2 separate regions of the Mus musculus genome follow, and region 2 is linked to region 1. A link is a contact called in public Hi-C data. All regions are on one chromosome and are shown on one strand. The core of a region is the stretch at or near the end of the contact, and the rest is flanking DNA. Distances in the headings are between cores, read along the strand shown.

The links. Hi-C and Micro-C count contacts between places; a contact is called where the count stands out from the background.
Region 2: a contact with region 1 is called in a Hi-C map of cortical neurons, with 2.1 times the contacts expected there. The contact joins the promoter of Fgfr1op2 here to the enhancer-like site in region 1. A contact is called at or near these places in 2 of 39 promoter capture datasets (the 3T3-L1 cell line and pre-B cells), 2 of 484 Hi-C or Micro-C datasets (B cells and cortical neurons) and 1 of 115 datasets of contacts at active chromatin or transcription factors (astrocytes).

What each region holds. Positions count from the first base shown.
Region 1 is chr6:145,370,169-145,376,089 of GRCm38.p6, forward strand. LOC105247329 (a long non-coding RNA gene) reads right to left here. Exons shown (of 4, transcript XR_001785414.2): 3 at 4,748-4,942. Among named protein-coding and RNA genes, the nearest start is that of Gm38926, 25 kb to the left of the region's middle. Within about 2 kb of position 3,778, at least 93 of the 459 cell types and tissues checked have an H3K27ac peak or open chromatin away from gene starts, as enhancers often do. A contact at or near this core is called in B cells and cortical neurons, where this site is marked.
Region 2 is chr6:146,574,165-146,579,488 of GRCm38.p6, forward strand. It overlaps Fgfr1op2 (FGFR1 oncogene partner 2), which reads left to right and starts at 3,747. Exons shown (of 7, transcript NM_026218.2): 1 at 3,747-4,044. Ints13 (integrator complex subunit 13) reads right to left here and starts at 3,671. Exons shown (of 18, transcript NM_138757.2): 1 at 3,137-3,671; 2 at 2,061-2,296; 3 at 538-612. The coding sequence starts at 2,285.

The DNA of each region.
Region 1 (5,921 bases), core at 2,528-5,027:
AGTTAAGAAAAGAAATCCTGTTTAAAAAAATACATATCTTCAGGGGATGTATGGATGTGTGTGCTGTTTTACATGTGATTTTGAGGCAGGGTCTTTTTATGTAGCTCAGGCTATTCTCAAGGTCACTAGTAGCCCAGGCTAGTGCAAACTAGAGTTCTTAGATGAGAGCAATACCCTGTTTAGGATTCTCTGAGGCTGATTGACTTCTGTGATCTTGGACAGGAGAGGTGTAGGTTGGAAGCCTAATTAGTCCAGGCTGTTTTTAGCTCTCATGAGAGCCATTTCTGGATCACCTCTGTGCCAGGCCTAACACACGCCCTGTGACTGACTACTCGGTAAGTAAGCTTTCTGGAATGTACACACAGACCAGCTATGTTCCACCAACCCAAAGGCTAACATGTCACTATGTCACTAGGCAGCATCAAGGCCTGCAGCAGAGATTGCTCCTTTCTTGTAACCAACCTGCCTGCCTGAGCCCTCCATTTGGGCTTTGGGGTCACTGGACCGTTCTGTTTGTTCTTCCCAGCACATGGACTAAATCTCCTCACTGTTTGTCCCTATTGCTCCCTCTGACTGATGTGTTGTAGAGGTTCTACTATGTGGAAGATGGCACAGCCCGGGGTGTTGGGTTTATAAATGCTAAGTGGAGATTTTTCTGGATTCTAGCCAAGGACAAAAGTCAGAAGTGGTCACTTTGTACCTTTTCCCCCTACAACTGTCTGACTCAGTTTTTATCTCCTGCTCTTGTCACGCTTTTGGTCTGTCTGTTCCCTCTCTATCTGAGGTTACACAAAGCACCCAGGAACCACTTTGCAAGAAGGACATGTTCTGGACTGGTGGCTCTGCCTTCCTCTGAACCCTTTACTCTGCCTCAGACCCTTGCTGACTCTGAGCTATCTCACTCCTCTTCTGTGAGCCATCTCATTCTTCTCTGTGTGGAAGCACCAAGATCACCGTTCTACACCCGAGGTCAGCCTAGCTTCTAGAAGTCCCAGACACAGAGCACCCCTAGGTGAGGGCAATAGCTGCAGGGATGGCTGAGAGCTCACATCATGGTGGCAGGGATGGCTGAGAACTCACATCACAGAGGCAGGGACAGCTGAGAGCTTACATCATGGTGGCAGGGATGGCTGAGAGCTCACATCACGGAGGCAGGGATGGCTGAGAGCTCTCTTCTTGATCCATAAGTAGGAGGTAGAGACAGGCACACTGGGAATGGTATGAGTCTTTTGAGACCTCAAAGCCTGCCCCTAAGAGTGATACCCAGTCCTTCAACAATGATGCCATACTTCCTAATCCTTTCAAACAGTTGCACTAATTGGGGACCAAGTAACTATCTGAGTCTATGGGGCCATTCTCATTCAAACCACCACACCTAGCATCCTCTTGGCTCTCAGATTAAACCTCATCATACTGTTATAATTTTAAATTGCATTTTGTGTGTGTGTGTGTGTGTGCGTGTGCGTGTGCTTGGTTAGGGTTAGGGTTAGGGTTAGGGTTAGGGTTAGGGTTAGATGTGCCTAGGCTAGATGTGGAGATTAGAGGATAATTTGTGAGAGTCAGGTCTCTCTCCAGGGAACCCAGTCATCAGGCTTGGAAACAGGCCTTCCTTTATCTGGTGAGTCATCTTCCACTTTGAATATATTAACGCAGACCACATCAGATAGCATATGAAACCTATCATGGTCTCCCTGTTTTGCTATAGCCCATCTACCCGACTTCCCCACAATTTTGTTTGGTTAATGTATTGATTTATTACTATCTTTTGTTTCATGGCTATAAAAGTTCACTTTGGCTCAGAATATACTATCTTTCATTTATTTGGAACTGTACTTTTAGTCACACTAGACTTATAAAGTCTGATGAAGAATTCTAAGATAAAAATGCAATCGTGTAGCTAAGTCATAATGTCAGCATTCTTTTAAAAGAGTTTGAAATGACACATGCGTGTGTGTGTGTGTGAGAGAGAGGGAGAGAGAGAGAGAGAGAGAGAGAGAGAGAGAGAGAGAGAGAGAGAGAGAGAGAGAGAGAGAGAGAGAGAGAGAACTGACTACAGCTACCAGCAGAGGCCAGCAGAGGGTTAGAGGGTTATTCTCTTGGAGCTGGAGTTGATAGCAGCTGTGAGCCCTGTGAATGGGGCATGGCTGCTGGGAACCAAACTCTAGTTCTCCACAGGAGGAGGGCACACTTTTAGTAGGTGTGCCGGCTGCCTTTCCAGTCCCAGCTGTCAACAGCTTACTCTGTTGTTTTTAACCTGAATGATAAAGCTGAGTCCACTTCCTGTCTCTTCTCCTTCTTTCTCTTCTTCCTCTTCCCCAGAGTCAACACTGTATTGAGCTTGTTTATATTTCTTCTAACCCATAGCTTACAAGTCAATAATAAGTAGTTGTATTTTATGTACCTGGAAGTAGCATTATGCGTACCTGCCCTTCACTGCCCTAGCTACTTAACAGTTGCTGTGTGTAAGTCTGGTTCAGTTGCTTCAGTGACAATATTGCCTCCTCGAACATTCTACGCTGTGCTCATATGTTGCCCGTCAGTGGCAAATGAAGCTGCTTTTATTATTTATTTCTCCATATCTATTCAAAATATAATAAGCTAGTACTGGGGCTTAGATCTGGAAGGAGCTAAGTTGACACAACGTTTTGAAATGTCTTCGCATTCCCTACTTTTCTCTTAAATGTTTAACCTTGGCATGATCACATACCAGACACAGGAAGCCTGAGTGCAGACGACCAAGTGAAAGAGAGCATTTCAACATGGCTTCTCTCGGGCTCTCCACTCCTTCCCGCGCCGTTAGGTCAAGAGAAGCATCATCAGGTTCATCACTATTTCCAGGTGCTAGGAAAATTTTAAATGTTGCATTGAAATATGCATTTTTATAATACTTTCTTGGGCCCACATCACAAAATGTCAGCATAATAGAGATGTTTTAACAGCCCAGAAGTAGTGTTTTTCTCGCACACACAAGGCCCTGGGTTCAACCACTAAGAAAATAAAACCAACCAAAAAACAAGCACAGTGCTTGACTCTTTCCGTCCTTTGGATTTTGTTGTTTAACGCTGGTGTCGTTCCACCATTGCTGATTCTCATGGTGGAACAGCCCACTATCAACTCTCCTGTGCTTAAACGAATGTTCTCTACTCTGCAGAAAGCAAGTCTCAGGTGCAGAGAGGCACATCTGTATGTGTACATGTGCATACACACACACACACACACACACACACACACACTCTCTCTCTCTCTCTCTCACATACACACTCGTTCATACAGGCTCACATTCACACATACACACTCACATACACACACACTCATACAGTCACACATGCACACACACAGTCCCATATATACTCATACACACTCATGCACACTCACATAGACACACACCTCACATACACATACACTCACACAGTTATGCAGTCACACACACACTCACATATATACTCATACCACTCATACACACACAGTCACATACACACACTTACACTCACATACACATACACTCACACATATTCTCACACACAAACACACTCACATACTCTCGAGCATTCACACACTACTTGTCTGTATTGCTGCTCCAACAGGGATGGGAATGAGTCACAGTGATTGATTGGTTTATGGTGGTGATGAGTCACTAGGACCAAACATTCTTCAAAGCTCTTGGCTGATGAGAGATGACATTTTGGAAAATGGGAAGAAGACCATGGTGTCTTACTGTCTCCCCATGGAAGGTGTTTACCAGCTGCCTGGAGGGCTATTTTTATCCCTGCACATCCTGCTCATGAGGCTTCACACACCCACTCGCATGCCACCCCCACGACATGCAGATTCCTGTTATTCATCCTTCAAGTCCACACCAGGAAGCTTTTACTCAAGCATGACTGTGCAGGCTGTCACTGAGCACAGCGCTAGCTTCCATCCTCGGCGCTGCGGTCTCACACTTGGTGATTGATGTGTGCTAGGCACCAGGATTAGTGCTTTCATTTCTTGTTTTCTTTAATCCTCTAGACACCACCCAGGGCAGTGAGTGAGCTCACTGTGCGCTTAGACAGACAGAAAAGGACTCACAAGCCTCCTCATCCTCTCTACTCTGAGGTTCAGTGGGTCCAGATGGCCTCCAAGTATGGCCGAGTGGACCATGCAGGTAACCAGGCCCTGCATGATGCACCCACTCTCCTTGGTATGTTTTGTTTTGGGGTGTGTGTGTGTGTGTGTGTGTGTGTGTGTGTGTGTGTTGTTTGTTTGGATGATAGAGTCTCATTCTGTAAGCCATGCTGGCCTTGACTGGAGATCCTCCTGTCTTGGCCTCCCTACTACTGGAGTGACAGGTGTGGGCCACTAAGCCTCGATTGTCATGTTCAAACTCCTCCACTGTCCCCACACTCTCTTGCTTCCTGCCTTGCTGTCATGGTAACAGAGTGGTTACAGGTAAAGTTGACACCAGAGCAAAGACGTGGAGAGACAGACAGGTTCTAGAGATGCAGGTACCTCATGTTATGAGCAGTCCTTTAGTCTGGGAGCAAGAACTTGGTGACCTCTGGGCACTCCTCTGTGGTTTGTCAGAGTTTTAGAGGAACAGGGCAGGGAGAATGCATACACACACTGTGACTGTGTAAACATATATACACATACTTACATCCATGAGAATTCACCAGATTGACTGACTTGATAGGGCTGGATAGCCCAATGGCTGTCTCTACACTGCAGAGGCTAAGGACCCTAAGCTGGAGGCTTCAGCAGTACTCACCTGCTGTGGAGGGACTAGAAGTTTCCTGGAAGCTGCTTGTCTTTGACTTGTGTTGAAATGCTGAAGAAATGGGTCTGATGTCAGCAGAGGAGACACACTCTGGAGACCAGGTGGGCAGCCCACTGCATCTTGCTTCTGGCTAACAAGCGGTTCTCCTGTGGTAGCTACTGGATACTCTTGGCTCAACTTTTTCATCTGCAAAGTTAGAAAAATATGTTTTCTTAAATCATTGTGAAGACAAAAACATCCATATGGTGTGCTGAATATGCTAGAGGCAAATGCCCCCTCCCCCACTCTCTCATGTCCACCAACCCCCCTACTTGCTTATGCCCACCAAATGTCCCCTCCCCCACTCTCTCATGTCCACTAACATATTGTATCTCTTCCCATTTGTCTCTTTGAAAACACTTGAAGAGGCCAGTTAACTAAAATTTTTAAGCATTTAACTTTGTCATTTATTGGTGATATTTAAATACCCAGAGAATAACATGCACCTTGCAGCTAAGCCAGAGAAATAAATCAAGGCTGGTATGTACAAACCCCATGTAAATTCTCTGTGGGACAGGAGAGTTTTCGTTCACCACGGCTCTCAGGTCACAACCTTAGACCAACGTGGGGTTTATCACTCACGCTTCCCACAGATGGCTCTTATACAATCCCAAGACATACTTCCCTCCAAATTATTACATTGGCATAGCAGAAGATGAACTCAAGTCTGTAGGATCTCAATGGAAAGAACAAATCTCAGAGCCATGGGCTCTGTGTGTTTGGGAACTTGAGAGAACTTTGCTGGTATACAGGGCTCTTGTAGCCAGAATCTAACTCTGGCCTGGAAGAAGAGCATCCAGGCTTGCGACAGACCTTGCCTCTCAGTTTCTTACCTGCACCCTGACATCGAGTCATCAGGGTGTGCCAGCAATCATCTGTCAGACTTTCCTTGGAAGGCCCCTTTTGCAATGTCAGGCCTTGACCAGTGTTAAGTTCTGCCTTGACAGCTGGGAAACCTGGGGGAGCTCCGACTGGCCTAGCTGCAATCCCCCAGCACCCACCCTCCTGCTCTCACACAGAGCCCCCAGCTCCAGCAGACCTCTTCACTGAAAGGACCAGACCTAGCACATGCCTGTCTCTCAGGAGTTACTTAAGCAGAGCAGTCACATACATGGGTAAAGACTGG
Region 2 (5,324 bases), core at 2,497-4,996, 1.2 Mb after region 1:
GTGCAGAGGAAACCCTGAATTATCTGATACTGAGAGGCTTTGAGAGGCATATATACAGATACATATGTATACAGGTATATAACAATAGGTATGCAGAGAGGCAAAGGAAATGATAAATTCTACAAATAAATAATCATAAACAATATTTGGCACAGTAGTGAACAATACTTTTATGAATATTATAATGCAAATATAGGATTCTAATAAAAATTCTAACAAAAATTCTGATCAGAAAAAACAAAGGAAAAGCATGAGTGTGGAAGTTTTAGTAGATCATTACTAATAATCATGATAAAGTTTAAAGATAAAATTTATTAAGAATTCAATAAAAAAATGCTATACAGAAATTATATTTAACATATAAGTAAAAAAAGACACTAGAGCTGAGATTTTCTTGGGGGGTGCTGAAATGGAAAGAGCTGTTTTTCTTGTAATATAAGTTAGGATATTAAAATTCTGCATTAGATACAGGAATTAAAAAAAATTATTCTTAGAAAGTTTTACCACATTCAGATAATTTTCAAAAACTGCACATACCTCCTGTAAGTTTTGGTCTTCTTGAGTCCAAGAATTTAAAACATGTGCTCCCGAATCACTAACAATGAAATTCACCTAATAGACGTCAAAGAAACAATTAGTATTCCACTCTACTTTCTCAGTCACCATCACACTGTAAAACCACACACGATTCCTAGCACTGGAAATCATCTGATCCATCTACTGTACAGGCATAAATGCCTGGGACATGCAGCTGCTATTCCAGCACTGAGTATATGGGAAAGAAGAGATAGATAAAACAGTTCTGTCACAATGTAGAGAATGTCTGGGGTGAAAAATGTGGTAAAGCAGTATAGGAAAAACACAAGCAAATATAATGTACAGGGTCATTTCAGGGAATGATAAATGCTATGAAAAGTAACTCAAAACTACTCAAGACCAGGTGTTGACACATAGGCCCTCTACAGACGTAGCAACTTGAGGGGGCTACAAATTGACTAGTGAACCAGCCACAAAACAAGCCAGGAATAGATAACTCCAAGTACAGCAAACAGCAGATGTAAAAGGTCTTAAATTTAAATACACTTCCCAAAAGGCAAAATCCAAAACAAGTAGAAGGTTTAAAGGTAACCCTGAAGAAGCAGGGTATTTGAGCACTGATAGCCATGAAAGGCACAGACAGCCACACTGACAGGCAAATAACAGTCATAAACTACATTCTTTCTTCACCCTCAGTAAAATACAAAGTTAAAAAATACTGTAAGGGATGAAAATACAACTCAGTGATATAGTGTTTGCCTATCATGCAGTGTTAGCATCAATCCTAGCACCACAACAAAACAAAATCCGATCAGGTAAGATGATAAGGACCTTGGCCAAGCAAAAAAATCTCATCTGCTAGGTTCCAGCTTAGGCTTCTGCAAGTAAGATCGAACACATGCCATCTACTTGCAAATAACCCTGAAACATCTAAGATACTCAAACCTAAAGGTAACTTTAATATTTGGAATTTCTATCAAATGTCAATGTTTCCTCTTACTGATGAAAACAAAAGAAAAGAAAAACAAAACACCAGCAACAACAACAACAAAAACTTAGTTTTTTGGAGTTGGGGAAATGGTTCACATCTTTAATCCCAGCACTTGAGAGAAAGGTGGACTTCTGTGAGTCCAAGGCCAACTTGGTCTACAAAGTGAGATCCAGGACAGCCAGGGCTACAAAATAACCTCAACATTCCCAATTGTTCTCAAAGTTCAGTGCCTGTTCCATGCTTACAACATACTTTATATATGGCCTAACATGTATAGATAGTACATACTTCACTGGACTGTTGGAGAGGCCAGTAGGTATACAGTACTTTGGGATACACCTGGATCTTGTAAGTGCTCAGCGCCATCATTACTGCTGTCTGCAACTAAATACCAACACTGCACTAATCATAAAGGGCAGCTCTACATACATTTGAACTATACAGTTATAAATCTACAGTAAATTCACATAATAATTATAGACACAGTTAATTAAGTACATCATCCCATCACAATTGTGTTCATAACACTCACCAGCTTTTTGAAAGGAAATATGTCATACATTATTCTACAATATTCCATGGAAGATTCTACTGAGCAAGTCCACAAGGATTTGGAGATGGGAGCCAAAGGGATGATGCCTTGGGTCCTGTTCTTCACCAGCATATCAAACTCCACATGCTGCCTACAGGATTCTGCCATGTATGGGCAGTGATCCACAACAAACACTGTTTTATGAGATTCAGAAAAAATCTTCATTTTGTTTTAACCTGTAAAAGGATAAACAAACTAGTCAAAACGATGACACATAACATTTATCATAAATGATTTCTCACTTAAGTGTGTTTTCAAGATTTGATACGGATCCTAAGTTCTGAGAATTTTGTGCAAAAAAGGCCAAAGTAATGGTGCCAGTTCAAAGAATATGCCACATCATACCATGCAGTCTATCTACCAAATGAAGTTAGTTCATACTTCTTTTTTTCTTTTACAAAGCACTTAAAATAGAAGAAAACATCTGTGCACATTGTATTTGATTCTTATGCCTACAAATCACAGATCTAATTCCTCAAATGTATTTATGGTGATCCTTGTTAGGGGCTAAGGGAAATCAACAGGAAAAGACTGACAGCAAAAGTACAACCCAAAATAGACACACATCTCCTACGGTAACTGCATATTGCGTCTTTCTATGGCTTCAAACTCATCCTCTCCCTCCACTTGCAATACACTACAGTAATTCACCACGTAGACCACAACAAGCAGATGCTATCCCATGCTGGCGAAGAGAAAACACTTCTAAAACTTTTTCTTATAAACACAGAACATGTGGTGCACTGCCCTGCTTCGCTCCTAAAATTTTACAGACCAAAAAAAAAAAAATTTTTTTTTTAAACCTACATTCTAAAGCACCTGGGAAACAGCAAGTGTTCAAGGTAACAAACCACCTTAGGGTCCCGCTATTACCTCCTGCTGCTCTGGAACGCACCGCCCCTCCCCGCCAAAGTCCCTGTCTGCAAACCTTCTGCACACACCTGACTGCAAGGGGGGTGGGGGGCGGCGAACGAGGTGAGTGGATGGGGAAGACCTCGGCATCGAGGTTCGCTTACTTTCGTGCCTGGTCCTGCAGTGAATGAACGGAGGCTGAGAGAGAAGGCGGACGAGGGTGGGTGGGGAGTCGGCGCACAGTCGGTCTGGTACAACCCGCAGAAGACTGACTGCCCGGCTCATCTCCCAACACTCCGGCTGCTTAAACGCAGGGGCGCGCGCATGCGCGTGCAAGCACAAGAGCGCACTCGGACTCGCGCGTGCGCACGGCGCTCTCGCACAGCCCCGCCATCTTCCCTTCTCCTTAGAAGCCACCAGAGGCCGAACCGGAAGAGGGCGGAGCAAGTGAGGGGAAAAAAAAAGCCTTTAACATTTGTTCCCAATCAACCGTAGGGAAGAACGGTCAGGACGACCCGAGAGATCCCCCCACAAAGTACTAAGCCACGGCCGGGACAAGCCAGCCTCGGCTCTGGACAGGCAGAGCCTACCCACCCAACCTCCCCTCTCCGCCTCCAGTCCGGGCCGGTAGCCCCTCGGAAAACACGCGAGAGTGTGCGAGCGGCAGAGCAAAACCTTGAGAGGGGGGCGAGGAGAGAAGCCCCGCCCCCTCCCCGTTCTCCAATCAACGGCCAGCCGTTTACCGGGGGTGGGGCCTTCGGGAACCAGCAGAGGGAAGTCTCGCGAGGCTTGTCGCTCAGCGGCTGCGGGTCGCGGAGGTTCTGGTCCGCCCGGGATGGGGCCGAGACGAGTGGGTTTCCCGTACGTCCCGCCGCTGTGTGAGCAGGACTGTGCGTCCGCTCGCTGAGCAGGCGCAGCGAGGGCGCGGAGACCACTCCGTGGGCACTCCACCTCGCGGGTGGTCGTCGCCCCAGGGGGACTGAAGCGCAGTGGAATAACTACACGCGTGGGCGAGCCTCTGAGCCGGGCTTCCTCTCTCCGTGCTCTCCCTGAGGTCCTGCCGGGAACTGAGGTACGGAAAGTTCCCTGAAAACCCTGGGCCTGCACGCCGCGGGACACCCCTTCCGGGTTCCCCTTCCTGCCACTCGGGAGCTCCGTGGGCGGTGGCCTGAGGGACTTGTCACTGTTGAGTTTACCTCAGCACACTTGACCGCGTTTGCGCCTGGGACTTAGCCACGGTCCTGAGGGAGCTGCTGGGATCGTTTGAGTCCCTCAGCGGCCTTCCAAATTCGGTTTCAAGTTGAAAAACTGGTTTTCTCCAGACAAATGTTTCAGAAGCTCCAAGTGTGTGCATTCCACCATTTTCAAGAACAGTGCAGTTCTCTGCTTTCAGAGTGATGTGTGTGGACAGGATGCTTATTGGTGTGTGTGGTCTGCACGCATTCTTTCTTTATCCCATTCTAAGGTTTTCTTTGAAAGACACATGCTTTTTATATTGCTACCAGCATCTGTGTCTGCTCCTCAAGAGTGAGGACTCTCTTTTCTTCCCGTCCTCCTTTCCAGAACACGGACCTCAGAACTGCCTACGTTCTGTATTCCACTCACACTGCACCAGGTTTTTTTGCTTCTTTCACTGTGACTGTTACAGTTGCCCTTCCTCCACCCCAAACCGGTGTCCCCGCCTCAGCCTTCCATACTTACTGTGACATGTATTCGCCTGAAACTTTTTCAAGTTCTAATTTAAGCATATCGATTCATCAGGGTTTTTTACCATCCTATCTCATCATATTTTACCTTTTCAGTGTCATCTTATTGCCACCCCTAATTCCTTTCCAAACACTGTGCCATGTGAGTCCATATAGTCTGCTAGAATGCTTGCTTTTCCTTCTGTCTTATCATCTATCAAAACCCAATTCATAGATGATTCTTTTTAGACTCCCTCCGGTGACATTGACAGTACAATGAACTCGGATAGCTCTTGACATAGTTTTGCAGTATTCATTAGGATGTATTATTTGTTCAATTACCTGTCTCTCCTGCCAGCTTGAACTTGAGTCTGGAATCATGTCTTATTCATGTTTAAAACAAATGCTATCTCAGTGTTGGCACAGAGCAAGCAATATATATATATATATATATATACACATACACGCACATATATATATTTATTTATAATGTCATTCTAAAGAATTTGATATAAAAATTCTGTCTCTTAGAAGTCAGAATATTAGAACCTAAAGGAACTTTTTTTAGGGTAAAAGCCTTTACTTACCTGCTTTGAACATGAGCAGTCATGTACTCCTAACACTTATGTAATTGTACTTTTGTTGTTAGTGGTTGGAGATTGTATAT